Regions from separate parts of the Triticum aestivum genome. Here region 1 is linked to region 2. A link is a contact called in public Hi-C data. All regions are on one chromosome and are shown on one strand. The core of a region is the stretch at or near the end of the contact, and the rest is flanking DNA. Distances in the headings are between cores, read along the strand shown. Region 1 holds the start of LOC123150041. Region 2 has its middle 33 kb from the start of LOC123150030.

Region 1 (3,426 bases), core at 857-3,356, 48 kb after region 2:
TAATTTATGCGCTCAAATCGAAAATAGTGTGTACGAGCATGTGGCTGTCACACCCCGGTGTGCCTGGGGCTTATCTTCGCCCCTGGATGGATGGTCACCCGAGGCACACAAATAAGATGAAATGAATGACAAAAAACGGACGAGTAAAGGGCTTGGTGGCGTATAAACAGTGTGTATGGTTATCTGAGACACATAAATCGACCTACTAGCTAGGTGGAAGGTAGCGAGTTGTTATTAGCGTGGTCGGATAAAAAATAGTGTGTATGGGCACGTGACCATCACACCCTGGCGTGCATGGGGCTTATCTTCGCCCTTCGATGGATGGTTATCTGAGACACATAAATAAGATGAAAATGAATGACAAAAACAGATGGGCAAAGAGTTTGGCGGCGTATAAACAACTAACCAACCAGGCAGCTAGCTAGGTGGATGGCAGGTGGTCGTTATTTTCTTTAAAAGTTGCTTATATGTAATATATATACAATAATAGGAAGGCGAAGGTAATTTAGTGGACGACTAATCGAGGATGAATTCCAATTAATGTGAGTGGATAGACTTGGTGGGTGTATGCCCCTACATAAGAGTGTATTCTTTTATTTCCTTGTACATGACCACAATAAGGGTGTACGTTGTCTGGTTGACTACAAAAAGCACTCTGGCCACGGGTCCAAAAACATTCGAGTGCTTCTTCACCTTTTGTCATACTAAGGGGAATTACCAAGTGCGCGGTCGAAATGGCGATGCGACATCGCTAGCCACGGGCGAGTGGAGATGAAGGAGGAAGGCACAGTGATGATACAGAAAGAAATACCCCCTCCGTCTCATAATATAAGACATTTTCGCAAACTAACATATGGAGAATACTCTGATGATTTAATTAGGGGAGGGCGAATCGGGATTAATGTGAGCGAGTGGAATGGATGGCGGTCGTGGAGTACATGCAACTTGCTAGTTAGCTTGGGTGTGATTAGCAAGGAAGGAGGCAGCGTGGTGCAATAAAAGGAAGGAGCTCCGGAGGTGACCGTAGGGGCGAGCCACAGCTGCAGGTTGATGCAATGAGCCAAAGAAACAAATAAAACTTGGTGGGAGTGTGTGATGTCGTCTTGTGTCTTGACTGCCTGTCATTAGATTTTGGGATTAAGTAATTAGATTTTGGTCTTGACGCAGGATACTAGCTAAGGTAGTTTATTAGGCATATGTGGTTGGTGATTAGGACGGGTAGATGGGGATGGATGGCAAGCTAGGAGGGGGAGGAAGCAGTAGAAGTAGAAGTGGAAGAAATGGAGGAATGATTGATGGAGTGGGTGGATGTGAACCGGTTAGCAGCAGTACTAGTAGATCCATGCAAATATTTGTATTACTATTTTTTGAGCATCAGTACAGACACAAGCGTTCATATACACGCGCATACACTCATCCCTATGAACGCACACACGCACACCCTACCCCTATGAGCACCTCCGAAAGACTGAGCCGGCATATCATCTTGAGATTTACGAAGTCATCCTCCCACTGAAAGCGCATCGCCGGAAATCCTGAAATAAATCCAGAAATAATGCGAGCATCAGGATTTGAACACCTAACCATCTCAACCACGGGTTGGTTCGCTATTTGTATTAGTATTTACTAGTACTAGTTATGTTGCACCCGGCCAGCGTTAGCAGTGTTGTTGTAGTATGGTTTCTGGGTTGTTTCACTTGTATTATATGAATACAAAAGGAAGTAAAGGTAAAACAAAGAAACAAACAAACAAAGAAACAAATAAAGGAAGGAAGGAACATGGGTGGCACTGTAGGAATGGAGCAGTGTAGGTTATTTTTGTTGGCTGGCTGCTAGTGGTAAGCACTGTAGCCGCAGACTTGTGGGGAGAGAGAGGCGTGTGTGGGTGTGGCCTGTGTTGATTGCGTTGCGCAAGGAGGTGAAGGACTGCTGCCTCACTGATTGAAGAAGAAGAAGAAGAAGAATAACAATTGGGTGTAGAGAGATGACAGTAAGTAGTAAGCATCTGGCAGTAATAAGGGAAGTAGTAGTTTAGGAGAGTGAGATGCAGCACAAGCAGACGGGTTGCTTCCTTCCCTGTTGTTTACCGGCACCAGCAGGCAGCAACCAAGAGCAAGAGCATTCGAGCAACCGGTGAGGCTCTTCTTCTCTTGAGTCTTGAGGCCAGCCCAGCAGCACCGTGTTGGCGGTGTGATGTGATGTTATGGACGCTTTGTTTTTCTTTCTTTCTTTCTTTCTTTTGTCCCTTTCTTCTTCCTCCTCCGCCCGCCCGCCGCTCTTTCTTCCTCCTCTCCTCTGCTCTGCTCCTTTGTTGTCCTATAAATCCTGCCCCCGGAGGCCTCCATCCTTTCCAATCTCTCCCAACCCACTCCATTCCTTGTTTCATTCACCCCTCCCCTCCCCTCCCCTACCCATCTGGCCTACTCATCTCATCTCATACGTAGAGAAGAGATATAGTGTGGGGAAGAAAGTGACCAGACCAGACCAGAGCAGACCAGCAGCTAGCCTAGGTCCAGCCCTTCCCCTCCTCTCCTCTCCTCGCGCCACCGCCCGCCGGACCACCCATCCGGACCGGAGATCCACCCATCACATATACCTACCTTCCTTCCATCCTTCCATCCTTCCTTCATTCCTACAAGCAAAGCAAAGCAGCGCAGAGCAGAGAGAGATCCAGCACAGCAGACAAGTAGAAGCAAGATGTTCGCCGACGCCGGCTTCAGCTTCTCCGCCTACTCTCCTTCCCCGCAGCCGCAGGGCTACTCATACTCGCCCCCGCTCTTCTCCCACCCCTACCCCGACCACTCCTCCTTCTCCTCTGCCCCCAACACCGCTGCTCCGGCGCAACCGCCGCAACTCCCTCTCCCTCTCCCTCTCCCTCTCTTGCACCAGCAACACCAACAACATCAAGCCGCCGCTGCACCCGACGACGACGACGCCTCCGCCGCCATGTACCACCACCTGGTGAGTAGTACTACTTCTCCACCTCCCTCCCATTTCTTCTGCTCCATTATTAGTCTTAGCTTGCATACATGCACATGCATGCCACTGCACTGCAACCAATCTCCTCAGATCACATCAAACTCCCTCCAGCACTTGCTTGGCTCTTCTTTTCCTGTTGCATCAAAATAAAAAATTAACCCCAACACTAGTTTTTCCTCTCTCTCACTCTGATTCTGCTTCTTGGCCGCAATTCAACTCAATTCAATTCAATTTTAGAGGTCAATAAGATACAAGGTGCTCTCTCTCAAATTGCTTCCTGCACCACGGCCGCCGCCGCCGCCAATTCCTCTCCTCTCCTCTCCTTGCCGTCGAGACAAAAATAATAATGTCGCTTTCTCTCTCCCTTGTTGTTTCCGAGCCCCACCCTCCTGCAAACACTATCAACTATGCAGTATTATATTTTGTACAGTTCATCAAAGGGAGGAG
Region 2 (3,581 bases), core at 602-3,101:
ACCCTTAGGAGGGCTTCGCATTATGAACCTTGATTGCTTCGGAAGAGCGCTAAGGTTGCACTGGCAATGGCTGCAATGAAATGGTCCTGATTGCCCATAGGCTGGCTCCCAGCTCAAGTACACCACGAGGAGGGACCTAGGCTAACAAAGTAACAAGTCCACCCTTAGATGAAACCCACTGCGACCACCTCAAGGCCTCGGGATCAAAACCTAGGCTCCGCCACTGTCGATGGTAACGACCCCTGCCCGAACTACACTTTGCAATCCCTTCTGCCAAAAAAAAAATCCACCATGCTGCTCGTAGGAGAGCCAACCGTGCAGCCGCCATCTGGATTGCCAGCGCAACATCCAAGACCGATCTCCTCACCACCGCAAGAATATGTGTACATAAAGCATAGGATCATCCAACCTTCCACAAGAGCCCACCTCAACATGGGCGGAGGTGGCCCAACACCATGCTCTCCAGCCACCCTGGATTGACCAGAGTCAGACAATGACGGCACCTGGTCGCCAATCAGCGTTGTCGGAGGAGCAGTCGTCTCAACCCACTCAATCTGGCCACTCTAGATCGAAGCAGGGGCTACCCACTGCAGCTCAATGGCCAGCTATGACATTACCACAACCGCACACCAAGGCCTTCTCCGGCCGAACGCGTCATACCGTCGACTACCCCCGCCACCACCTGTAGAGATCCGGCAATGCTTGTTGGACCCCTCGACCCCCCCCCCCCCTCCCTTCAAGCTTCCGCAGAGAATGAAACAACCGCCATTGAAGGCCTCACCGCCGCCGTCGATTGCACGAGCTTCGTCGGTGCCTCCCTCCAGCGGTAGTGGGGAGGGAGAATGGAAAGGGGTCAGGCTAGGGTTCGTGTGCCATCATCTATGTCTCCAAAGAAGGCAACGGTGGGGCGATCTCTTTTGTTTGGGTGCATATAAGATTTTATTTGGGGGTAACTCTTTAATATATGCCCATATTCATGCTCCGTCTTCTTCCTCCGGCACCATGACTCGCTCCTTCAACACTAGCCTAACCAGCTGCCACCGCCACCCGAGGTTGGCTCACGCCCCCACTTGTATGAGCCAACTCCTCCACCAGTTCGTCGCCACTCCCGACCATCCCTCTAAGCTGAGGCCACTTATCCAGAAGACCAGAACCTCCGCACCCCACACTCAAACCCGTCAATGGAAATCCGTTGGTGCTCCCGGGAGCCCGCGCTCCTGCACGCGAAAAAAATATTTCAAAATGTGAAAAAATTTCAAACAAAAATTTGGTGTATACTTCTAGACATTATATGTGTGCACGTCAAATTTCGGAGAAAATCGACATTTATTATGGCGTGTGTAGAAAAGACAAAAATGATGTCTTGTGAAAAGCAATTTTTAACACTAAATTTTGTCTTTTTCACACGTAACACATAAGTTATCGGTTTTTCACGAAACGACTTTATGAGCATGTACAATATCAAGACGTATGCGCCAAATTTTTGTTTGAATTTTTTTGATATTTCAAAATATGTTTAAAATACATTTTAAAAATCAGAAGCACGTGGTCCCATGTGCCAAAAACACCGCTCTCGCCCGTCAACCTCTTTCCCTCTCCCCTGCCGGAAACGGCGCGATGTCCCAAACTCATCAACGCCGCAGCATCCCCGTCTCACTATCTTGGCTACGCGTGGAGAATGTGATTGTTATCTCACCCTCGGGTCCAACTTTGCTTTCACCAGCACCCGTCGAAAACCGCTGGCAACACGCGTACGAACGCGGCCGCACGTCGGAGTAGCTAGCTGCACCACATTTATATATATACTTGCAGCAGGTCGTGTGTAATAAGAACAAAAAAATACCAACCCCAACGTCCAACAAACAAACTAGTGCTAGAATGCTATGCTGTCTTATGCACTTGCATACGTATCACGTATGTATTATAGCGCGTAGCTACATGCATGGGTTTTCGAGGGCAGCTCCAAATCTCTTCGCCAATTGATCCTGACCATCGGATCTCCATCCAACAACAATCACGACCCTAGCTACGTATATATAGACTGTCTATGCCTCATGGTGCTTCGATTGGAAGAACAAGTTTGACATATTTCCACCATAATAAAGATGCCCGGTCCGGCTACCTAAAGCTACCGGTATGTGTAGGACAACAAACATGTACAGACACGCTAGACTATACATGTACATCCATATATTTGTACGTCCAGATTTGTTGATCTATCCTATTTTGTGTCAAAATTGGACTAGTAAAATGTTGATGTTTTCGCCAAAAAGGCACATGTTAAGTGGCACAGAGAACACTCTTACGAACACCCTTATATATTTTTTAAAGTACATCAATTCCTTGCGGGGGTGAAAATCTTCTTAATGCTGCATCCACCAACTCCACGCCGTGAGCAGAGCTCATTGCCGCATCAGGACCTCTGTCTCTATGGAGCAAACTTGAAAGGAAGAAAGAACCTGCACGCGACTGCTGAGAAGTAACAAGCTCGATTAGGCAGCAATGATACAATATGACTATTCCAACAGATAGGTGCTGGCACCGCTGCTCAGTTTGCTTTGCTGCATATATGGTACTCTCTCCGTCTCATCATAATATAAGTATAAAAGTAGTTTTGACACCACAGAGGAAGTAGTAACTCGTAACGACTTTGATTAGTACTCAATTTGCTTCTTCTTCCTCTGTCCGGTCTGGCTTAGCTTGCTCCATTTAGCATTTAGCTGAGGCAATCAGCAAAGGTCGTGTAATTAAGGTCGACAGCGGACAAAGTGAGGACCCACTAGGTCACTAGCATCTGCCGTGGGCGCCATGGACCGGACCAATAATGAATGACGAATGATCAATCATTATCGGCCATCTCCATCTCCATTTGTTTGTTGTCACATTGTTGTTGGGTGCTCTTCTCCTCCATCGCCAGCTTCACTCACTGCAGCTCCACCGACCACATCGTTCTCTACATCTCGGTCATTACTTTTGTTTAATATCATTACAAATTTATAAAGACTCATTGTTGGAGCAGCACGGATATTTAATTTTTATCCACACATATGATTTTCGCACGTCCGGTCGAATATTTCTTAAACATCATATTTTTCAGGACCAGAAAGAGCAAACATAGTTTTATGTAAGCTTGCAGTGAGAGATGTTTGGAATTAATTAAACTCGTATTTGTGTATATTAGAGTTGTATCGAATATCATGTACAAGTTAGGTTACAATTAGACTTGAAGTTGTGGTGTGTGTAGACGGAGTATGAAATCGTGTCATTTTTAACAAAGAGCGCTTTATTACTTAAAAAGTTTAAGTAATGGAGTCGTGTCCTTGTAAGATACTTGTATCTTAGACCTCATTTGTAATGTAGGAGTAGACACATGATGTAATTTATGCCAACATAATAGCACAACACACAAAGGGAACCGACGACATGTGTCGGCGTCCGGATGGCCAGTGTGCGATATTGTCAGGGTATCAACTCGGAGGAGCGCTTGAAGTCATGTCCTAGGGATTATCCGATGTTCGATGAACATCGTTAACAAATCTCGATGTTGTGCCATTGTTTGGTTCTCGGTAAATTGATGTGCG

Evidence for each region. A called contact is a pair of places that touch in the nucleus more often than the background predicts.
Region 1: a Hi-C map of leaf shows a contact between it and region 2, with 3 times the contacts expected there. The contact joins the promoter of LOC123150041 here to the enhancer-like site in region 2. A contact is called at or near these places in 5 of 5 Hi-C or Micro-C datasets (leaf, root and an unstated tissue) and 1 of 1 datasets of contacts at active chromatin or transcription factors (leaf).

Annotation. Positions count from the first base shown.
Region 1 is chr1B:696,804,402-696,807,827 of IWGSC CS RefSeq v2.1, forward strand. LOC123150041 reads left to right here and starts at 2,107. Exons shown (of 4, transcript XM_044569846.1): 1 at 2,107-2,961. The coding sequence starts at 2,698.
Region 2 is chr1B:696,756,905-696,760,485 of IWGSC CS RefSeq v2.1, forward strand. No RefSeq gene overlaps it. Among protein-coding and RNA genes, the nearest start is that of LOC123150030, 33 kb to the left of the region's middle. Within about 2 kb of position 1,852, at least 1 of the 8 cell types and tissues checked has an H3K27ac peak or open chromatin away from gene starts, as enhancers often do. A contact at or near this core is called in leaf, where this site is marked.